Regions from separate parts of the Bombyx mori genome. Here region 1 is linked to region 2. Evidence: chromatin contacts called from public Hi-C data. All regions are on one chromosome and are shown on one strand. Each heading gives the region's core, a stretch centred on a gene start, on an enhancer-like site or on the middle of the called end of the contact. The rest is flanking DNA. Distances are from core to core; before and after follow the strand shown.

The links. A called contact is a pair of places that touch in the nucleus more often than the background predicts.
Region 1: a Hi-C map of whole pupa shows a contact between it and region 2, with 4 times the contacts expected there. The contact joins two enhancer-like sites. A contact is called at or near these places in 2 of 7 Hi-C or Micro-C datasets (both in whole pupa).

What each region holds. Positions count from the first base shown.
Region 1 is chr6:6,414,334-6,418,807 of ASM3026992v2, forward strand. No RefSeq gene overlaps it. Among protein-coding and RNA genes, the nearest start is that of Miriab-8, 48 kb to the left of the region's middle. Within about 2 kb of position 3,033, at least 8 of the 8 cell types and tissues checked have open chromatin away from gene starts, as enhancers often do.
Region 2 is chr6:6,373,493-6,377,497 of ASM3026992v2, forward strand. No RefSeq gene overlaps it. Among protein-coding and RNA genes, the nearest start is that of Miriab-8, 7.1 kb to the left of the region's middle. Within about 2 kb of position 1,724, at least 6 of the 8 cell types and tissues checked have open chromatin away from gene starts, as enhancers often do.

The DNA of each region.
Region 1 (4,474 bases), core at 1,783-4,282, 42 kb after region 2:
TGTGTTTCTGTTAAGCTTATTTGAATAACAACATTTCTGTTTCCGTGGCACCGTTGTATCTTGTGCGGTGTAGCAGGGGTCATAGTTTTGTCCACGAGATGATCGTAGACGGTAAGAGAACCGGTTTTATCGATTACTTGGCCGCTCGTTTGAGAAAGTATATACTGTTCGTAAATTCCGTTTTTTAATGCATATTTCATAGATTACAAGTGACACTCGGTCACGCTTCACTGTAACTAATGCTATAAACTTATATGAAATACAAGTATTTGTTGAAACTCAGCTGCTCCCCTGGTACTAAATAGAGTACCTTATTATGCCTAAGAAACTTGCCCGAAATTGAAAATAAGATTACTAGAGTTTCTAGTTTCAAAAAACACGAATAACAAGAAAACAATACTTTTTTGTCGGTGAATGAACCAAAAAAAAAATATTAGTTTTGTACAAAAGAATGTAAATTTGAATAAAAAAAATTATTCAAAGTTAAAAGGTTATAACTACTAAAATGAAACAGTGACGAAATATATATTAGTCGTTCTTGATCACGAATACCTACTGTAAAGCATTTGAAGCGTTGGAAATGATATGATGATAGTAATAGATAATTATGTCTACCTCTTTTCGTTATTAATTCGCTTACCAATTAAATATAATAATGAAGTAAATGTTAACATTGATCAATGTAAGTAATGGTTAATTAGCCAAAAGGTAAAACGTGTATTAAAAGATAATTTTATGAATTAAAATGAATAATGTTGGTTTTATGATACATTAAAGTTAAAAAACTTTTTTGGTGCGCTTAGGAATAAACGAGTTAGCCCCTAAAAGACATCGCACTGAATTTATGGTTTTAGGCAAATAATTACTAAATCACACTTGATTCCTTTTTTCTTGCTTACACGGGTGTACGAGCACACAGCACACCTGGTGTTAAGTGATTATCAGAGCTCATCAACATCAACAACGTTAATGCCGCCACTTACCTTGAGATATGAGTTCTAAGTCTCTGTTCTATAGTATATTTTAGTATAACGGCTGCCCCACCCTTCGAGCCGAAACGCATTACTGCTGCAAGGTAGAAATAGGCAGGGTGGTGGTAACCCGTGCGGAGTCACAAGACATCCTACCACCGCCATTAGCCTCACTAGGTGTAAATATTAGGGTAAATACATTGTTTCTTTCTTTCAATATTTTTTTCTAAGTGCTGAGACCAAAGTATGTGGTTTTTCAAGTTTAATAGGGTAAAATGATTTTATTGAATGATTTTAAAATGATTTACCTTGTTGAATTTGATACGTTGTCATATTTTTAATGTGTGACTACACCAAAGGCTTTTTTTAAATTATTTCTAATAAATAAAAAAAAAACTGTTAAGATACTAGTTTATAATAATAGCACTTAATATGCAATATTTTATGGAATAAAATATAAATTCATGATTTTATTAAATCTTAAAATGCCACCCGTGTTTGATATTATTCAAAAAATAAATATAAACGCATTTATGAATTTGTGAGAGCCATTTATGATAAGCGTTTGTTTTATATAATGAAACTTTTATTAAAATTAAGTAATAAATTATATTGAACGAGTACTTTAATTGTTACTCTATATTCAAAATGGCGTTCAAATTAGTGTTTTTTAACTAAAAAAACAGGATGTTTATTCCTATCACTATAATCTCGGTGGTAACGAATCGATAAAGTTAACTGTACTAAATGTTCAGTGTTATCTAAACCTAAAATCTTAAAACTAATTAAAACTACCTACACAGTTTAATCTTGTGTTCATTATTTTCATTCTTTGTCTTTAGGTAGTTTCTTCATTATCTATTATTTGTTGTTATTAGTAATACTTTGTTATTAATGATATATTTTAAATGTGATATTCCAGTGAACTTATACCTTACTTATGCCTTTTCAAATAGGTAATGATTTACGTTCAAGCCCTAAACATGATACAACTCTATCTTGTATTTATTAAGCCATATAAGATTATTTTATGAGTATTATGTTAATATTATGTTGTATTATAAAGAAGCACAATAAACATAATGTTTAGGATTCATTAAAGTAACGTAAATTTTAGGGGGAGTAATATTCTTACGTTTTTTTAAGGAAATCCGTAGACACCATATCACATACATTGCCAGACACCTGGAGACATGAGATTCCATTGTATTACTACTGTCCTAAATTTTAATCTGAAATGCAAAAGTGCTTTGCAACAGATATGTGCACCACGTATCCTTAGCGCCATTACGAAAGCTTGTACGAAAAGGAATTAAATATCCCAAGCCGACGGTGATAGTTTTTTGTATATAATTTTCGTTTTTCGCTGACCAAGTAAGAAGGAAGCGTTTCTTCCTACTCCAAAGAAATTATGCAGAACCAAATTAAAACTATTTTATGCTGGAAATAAATCACAGTTTACTGTCTCTGAGATCGTTATTAATAGACAAACAGTTTTATGAACGCTTGACTTACCGAGCTAATAGGCGGTTCACACGCAACATAAAACAATAACCTGTACCAGTGCCACGTGTTTTGATACGGTAAAATCGCTACTGCTTCTATAAGTGTGCTATTGAATTTTTCACTTTAAATCAGTATTGTATTTAAAACAGTAACCAAGGAAAAACTGAAAAATAACCTTAACAATAAATATGTGCGTAGTATTTGATAACCGTGTGTATAATTTGGAATTTTTGTGAACGACAATAAACTAACAAGGGCTGAAATAGTAAAGGAGAATGCGTTACTTTTCTGGGACACAGCGACACCCTCTTTCCATTATAATCCCATTGGAAACAGCTGACTCCTTCATAATTTATTATATCTATGGTATCGCCATCTAGTGTTAAGCAGTGGAACTACTTGACAATTAGCGCCATCTGTTTTGTCTTCAAGGTAGCTCTGTGAGCTGCACAACTACATACGCAAATGCTTTCTTCTCGGTCTCTCTACAGAGTTATAAGCGAGATGCATGATCTGTGCAAGATGTCTTCTAAATGACCTTTTAAAATACACGATGCTGATTGGCTGGCGGAATACTGGATGAACTAGTTTCTACAGTTTTGTACCAATCATGTCGTGTCAGGCGTACGAAGAACAGTCGGCCATGCGATTTCAGGCGGGGTTTGTATAAAGAACCTCCTTTATATTCCTGACGTATGCAGTCATTTTAGTTATGGCTGATGGCGTAGGACTACGTGTATTCATGAGAAATCTGCTGATTCTGCCCTAAGGCAGTAATAAAATTTCAGAAGAATTACACCAAAATGTTTTACGATGAATAACTAATATTGTAGGCTGAGATTTAAACTTTCACATACAAATATATACAAACAACACTGTACACACTAGCACTAAAATAACACTAATACAACATAAACAATAATACATCACTAAGCATTGTCACATTGACAGCAATTTTAAAGTTGTTGTCTTGAATTCAAAAGGAAAATCAAAAATTCAGATACATAAAAACCTTATAGCCGTCGGAAGACTAAACGGCTGCAGTTATGAACACCGTTAAAATTAACGCCAATACTATTAACAAAACAACCATCCAGTCCGAAATCAAAATACAACTGAAATTGCCTTTAAAATATAGAACATAAAATCTATTGAGAATAAATTAATTATAATGTAGTTTTTTTTATGTTCAATAAACAGCCGTGAAGAAAACGTTCCGCGTGATCAACGGACATCTGAAAGACGATAGCTTTGATATGCGCTTTAAGTCTGCGGTTTTGTGAGCTTCGCTTCATTTATTCAATCCAGAGCGGTTTCAATGCGTTATAAATTAAACATACAACGATAAAACAGAGATTTGATGTATTCTAAATCGTTCTTTATTTAATTAACATAACTATCAATATGTAAAGTAAATAATGAGGTGAATCTCTGACAGAATTTCAAACGAACAAATGTTTGTCGGCGCCGAGCGGAAGGCAGATTAAGCGTTTCACGTTATATTAGAATAGAAACATTAAGATAGGTGACTTAAAAATATGTTAATTTCTGTGTTATCCTTTTCAGAAGAATAATTTACTCAAATCGATTCAATATAAAGGTCAATATGAAGCTCACATAAATAATTATGTGTAATTAAGATGTAGTTAAGATACCTACATTATGTACAACTGCTTACTTCGTCCACTTACCTAGTTTTATGAGGCCTTCGAAACCGGGGAATACAAACAAGGCTTGATTTTTTCCAAATCGGTAATAGATCTCAGATTTAACTGTATTAGAACGGTAGCTAATTTAAGTATCAAACAGATACTTATGATCCAGAAACAAAAACAAGATGCTAATACATATAGAATCGAACGACTATTAACAAGGCTTAGGTACTTAAAAACAAATGAATGAGATATTATCGGCGTCAACTAAAAGCTTACTAAGTCTTTCGCCGTAAATTTTGCACGTCAACAAATAGCACTAGTTATTAGCGATATGCCACAGCA
Region 2 (4,005 bases), core at 474-2,973:
TTCGCTAGTAGCCTAAGAGGCTATTTCAGCCACGCTGTGATTGGAAGGTGGGCTCACAGGGCATTATTACCTGAAAGAATGTGCTAATATTGGCCCTAGCAATAGCAGTGCTTCACAGAATCTACTGGCTGATCAGAAACGCGACCCACTGAGAAGATCCGGTGAGAAATCCAGTGGGTTTAAAAAAAATAATTATGAATCTTTTACCCAGAGTAAAAAGTAGTTATTATTTTGTCTACTCGGCATGACTCGTAAATAAAATTAAAGTTTTTTGTAGGATAAATGTTTCATTTAATTTCTTCAATTTATAAAATTCGATTTATCAATATTTTTTTTATTGCGCCTGAATTTATTTTATATTTTAATACGCTTATGTAAAAGTCAAGGACAGAAACAGGTACCATCGTTTTGTAAAGTTTAAAATGACCATAAATGAGGACCATTTAAGTTGTTTCCATATTCAATAACGTGACAGAGCGTCTGCGACGATGGTATGGTCATCTTGAGGAGAGGCGAAGCCATCGGATTAATCGATTTCTTCACAATCCCAAGCGATACAAAGGTAAGCTGTCCATTACATGGTAGCCAAAATATGGACAAAAATGATATCAGCAGCAACGTAATAGTCTACTAGTAATTATATAATTAAGAGCAATCTCTCGAAAGAAAATATGTTTTACAAGGAGATCCTAAATCAAATAAAATGTGCAAAGGGAAAAGAATCGCTAAAAAACCCTTATAAGTAACACATAGTCATAGTAGCATTACGAGTGACATTTTCTCTTCAACCCTCCACCGACTTCAACCATGTTTCGTTGCTTCACAAAAAACAATTCAATCACCTCATGGCTGTAAAAGAGAAATGTCATAAAGCCATTGTCTAAGGGGCGAAAGCTACGAAACCCTTCCGCATTCTGAACACACCAGGAAGAACGGTAACTGTAACAAAAAAAGAGAAAGTGCCGTAAAGGTACCAAAAACAAATCATCCAAACGGCCAATGGTAGCAGGGAATGCACTACTTTCTAAATTTACTTAGGATTTGTGATCATGTCCTTACCATTTGCACGGTGACTCTTGTGACATGAATATTGAGAAATGTATATTTCTCTTTTATTTTACTAATTGCTTCATTTACTATAGAGAATTCAGTGAAATGCATCAGTGGAAGTGAGTTTTAAGTTTTTCATTCGTTATTTTTTATTATAAAGTGAGGTTGGTGTATCAAATTATTTTAAATTTAAATTGCTTTTGGATTGTATTATTTTGTGGATATATTCATTAAATTTCATTGGTATGTAGCCAATACATTATGTAATTTTTTGAGTTTCAACTCCGCAGAATATTATTTTCATTTTTAATTACTCACTATCTTTTCTTTGTCGCAAATGGCACCCTCGGCATTGTTCTATGTGAAAAGTAAATAGGCCACCATTTTCCTGTGTACTACTACAGAGCCTTCCCATATACTTGCTAGCTATATCTATGTATGTATACTAATATTTTCTTGTTCGAATATAACCTTCCAACAAGAACCTGGCTCAATACTCGGCTGTACGTAACGTTTTATGCTAACCCTACAAACTGGCATTCAGCCATCGTTGCGCGAATACAACAATCACCCGAAAGCGGATCCAGCATCTGGCTACTTAAAGAGTAAGCGAGATGAATGTAACATTGATTGTGCGGCTGTGAGCGGTCGGTATCGAGCGGTCCGTTGTCATGGTAACAGACAATGGATTTTCGGTGCATAATATTTTAGGCTGCGTCGGGGTGCGGGTACGGGAGCGGGGGTGAGGGAAGGTCGAGACCGGCAGCCATCTTTAAAATTATATTCCAGTTTGGACGAACTCCTTCGATTCCGTACTACTTTTCTTTCTATGTAGGATAATGTGTAGGCTATGCGAGGGATGAGATAAATCACTTTTGGGTATGAAATAAAATTTTAGTTCCTTTATTTTTTCATTTTCCAGGGCTAAGTAAATTTTATTGTAGTGATACAAATAGCACGCAAGATATAGGTATATAGTCAGAGTAATGGTATTTAATAAATTAAATCTCCATAATTTCAGGTATTATTCAGAAATTTGTTATATTTCTAAGTATGGGTATTTATTTTAAAAACGCTATTACAAAAATTTTTGCTGAAATTAAATGCTAAAATTAATACTTTAGATTTTTACTATCAGTTACCTATCAGGGATGACCTTTTTTTACATAATATAATCATAAGTATTTCATTAGAAATAATGCACACAATAACATGATATTCTTAATGAACATATTTACAAAAAAATGTCCTTGCAAAACTGAAAATTGGTCTTTTATTATGTTCCTAGGTATACCTATTCTCTTTACCATCAAGTAGATTTGGAGAAATTAAATGTCCCAGAACAAAACACTAATTTTGTCAGTGTTCTATTAAAAATAATGTAAATGATAATCGTAATAAATAAATAAAAATTGCTTTTTTGGTATATACGGAATCCTAAAGACGAGTTTAATGTAATTTTTTATTTAGTAATATCAAAATTATTTAATGATGACTACAAATCACAACGCACGCTAAGCTTACAATAAGAGAAAAATACTAGATTATTTTTGTAAAAAAAAAAAATTATTCAAGTACATGAGAATCGTACGTAACTACCAAAGTTTTATGTGAATTTTTTGCTTATACTTGTTCAACGAGATGAGAGAGGCTCGTCTGCGGCTCAGATTCCCCTCGTAAAACCTCCGATTAATGTCGATCCTCCGACAGCGCCTCTCGTCTCGATTAAGCGATACTACACTACCTGCCTCGCCGTATTTTCGACAAACATTTTTTTCCATCTCAGAATTTCGAGTAATTATAAAATATATTTAATCGTTATACGGACAAAAATCGATTGGTTTACGCGCGTGTACAAAAACCTGTATAATCCTTATTCGTTCTAATTAATGATATCTTTGATTTGCTGTTTTCTATACTAATATTATAAAGAGGAAATATTTGTTTGTTTGTTTGTTTCGAATAGGCTCCGAAACTACTGGACCGATTTGAAAAATTCTTTTTCCATTAGAAGCCGACATTGTCCCTGATGAACATAGGCTACTTTTTTAAATTTTTTTTATATTTATTTTTTTGGTTTCATGTGTGTTTTAATGTTTCCGAAGCGAAGCGAGGGCGGGTCGCTAGTCAATAATATTCCTATAAAAAGTATTTTGCATAGATAATGTTTACGAATCTTTATTGTTTAACGGATTATCTGATCAAAATACATGTCTTTATAGATAAGCCATGTAAGGTATGTATCAAATGATTTCGTGGGAATATAACACCGACTAAATGGACAATATTTTGAATATAACGACAGTATTACACATCGAGGGCTATCTTTATACATGTTTTCGGTCGTTAAATGAATCAAGTGGTGGGGAGACGCAGGCGCGTATTGAAGGGTTAGATAAGGCTGGCGACACATAGACGGGAAATTAGTGTGGAGGCTCAGACGGTACCGAATAACTTCCGTCAAACAAAATATCAACTTAAAAGTTAATTTTTGTTTTTTTCAATTTCTGCTTAGGTTCGAAAATATATAATTTATTCATAATGCCATTCATACTACGGCAATATACCTACGCATTTATTACTTTGATTAATGGCACTATACGCATGATTTCTTGTTTACATTTTACTACAAAATTGCATGGCATGTTTTTCTAATCAAATCTCAATTTTCAAAGGTGACGTATTCATTTTTTTTATTGCTTAAATGGGTGGAAGAGTTCACAGCTCACCTGGTGTTAAGTTGTTACTGGAGCCCATAGACAACTACAACGTAAATGCGCCGCCCATATTGAGATATATGTTCTAAGGTCTCAGTATAGTTATAACCCACCCTTCAAACCGAAAGGCATTACTGCTTCACAGCAGAAATAGGCAAAGCGGTGGTACCTACCCGTGCGGACTCACAAGAGGTCCTACCACCAGTAATTATGCAAATTATAACTTTGCGGGTTTGAT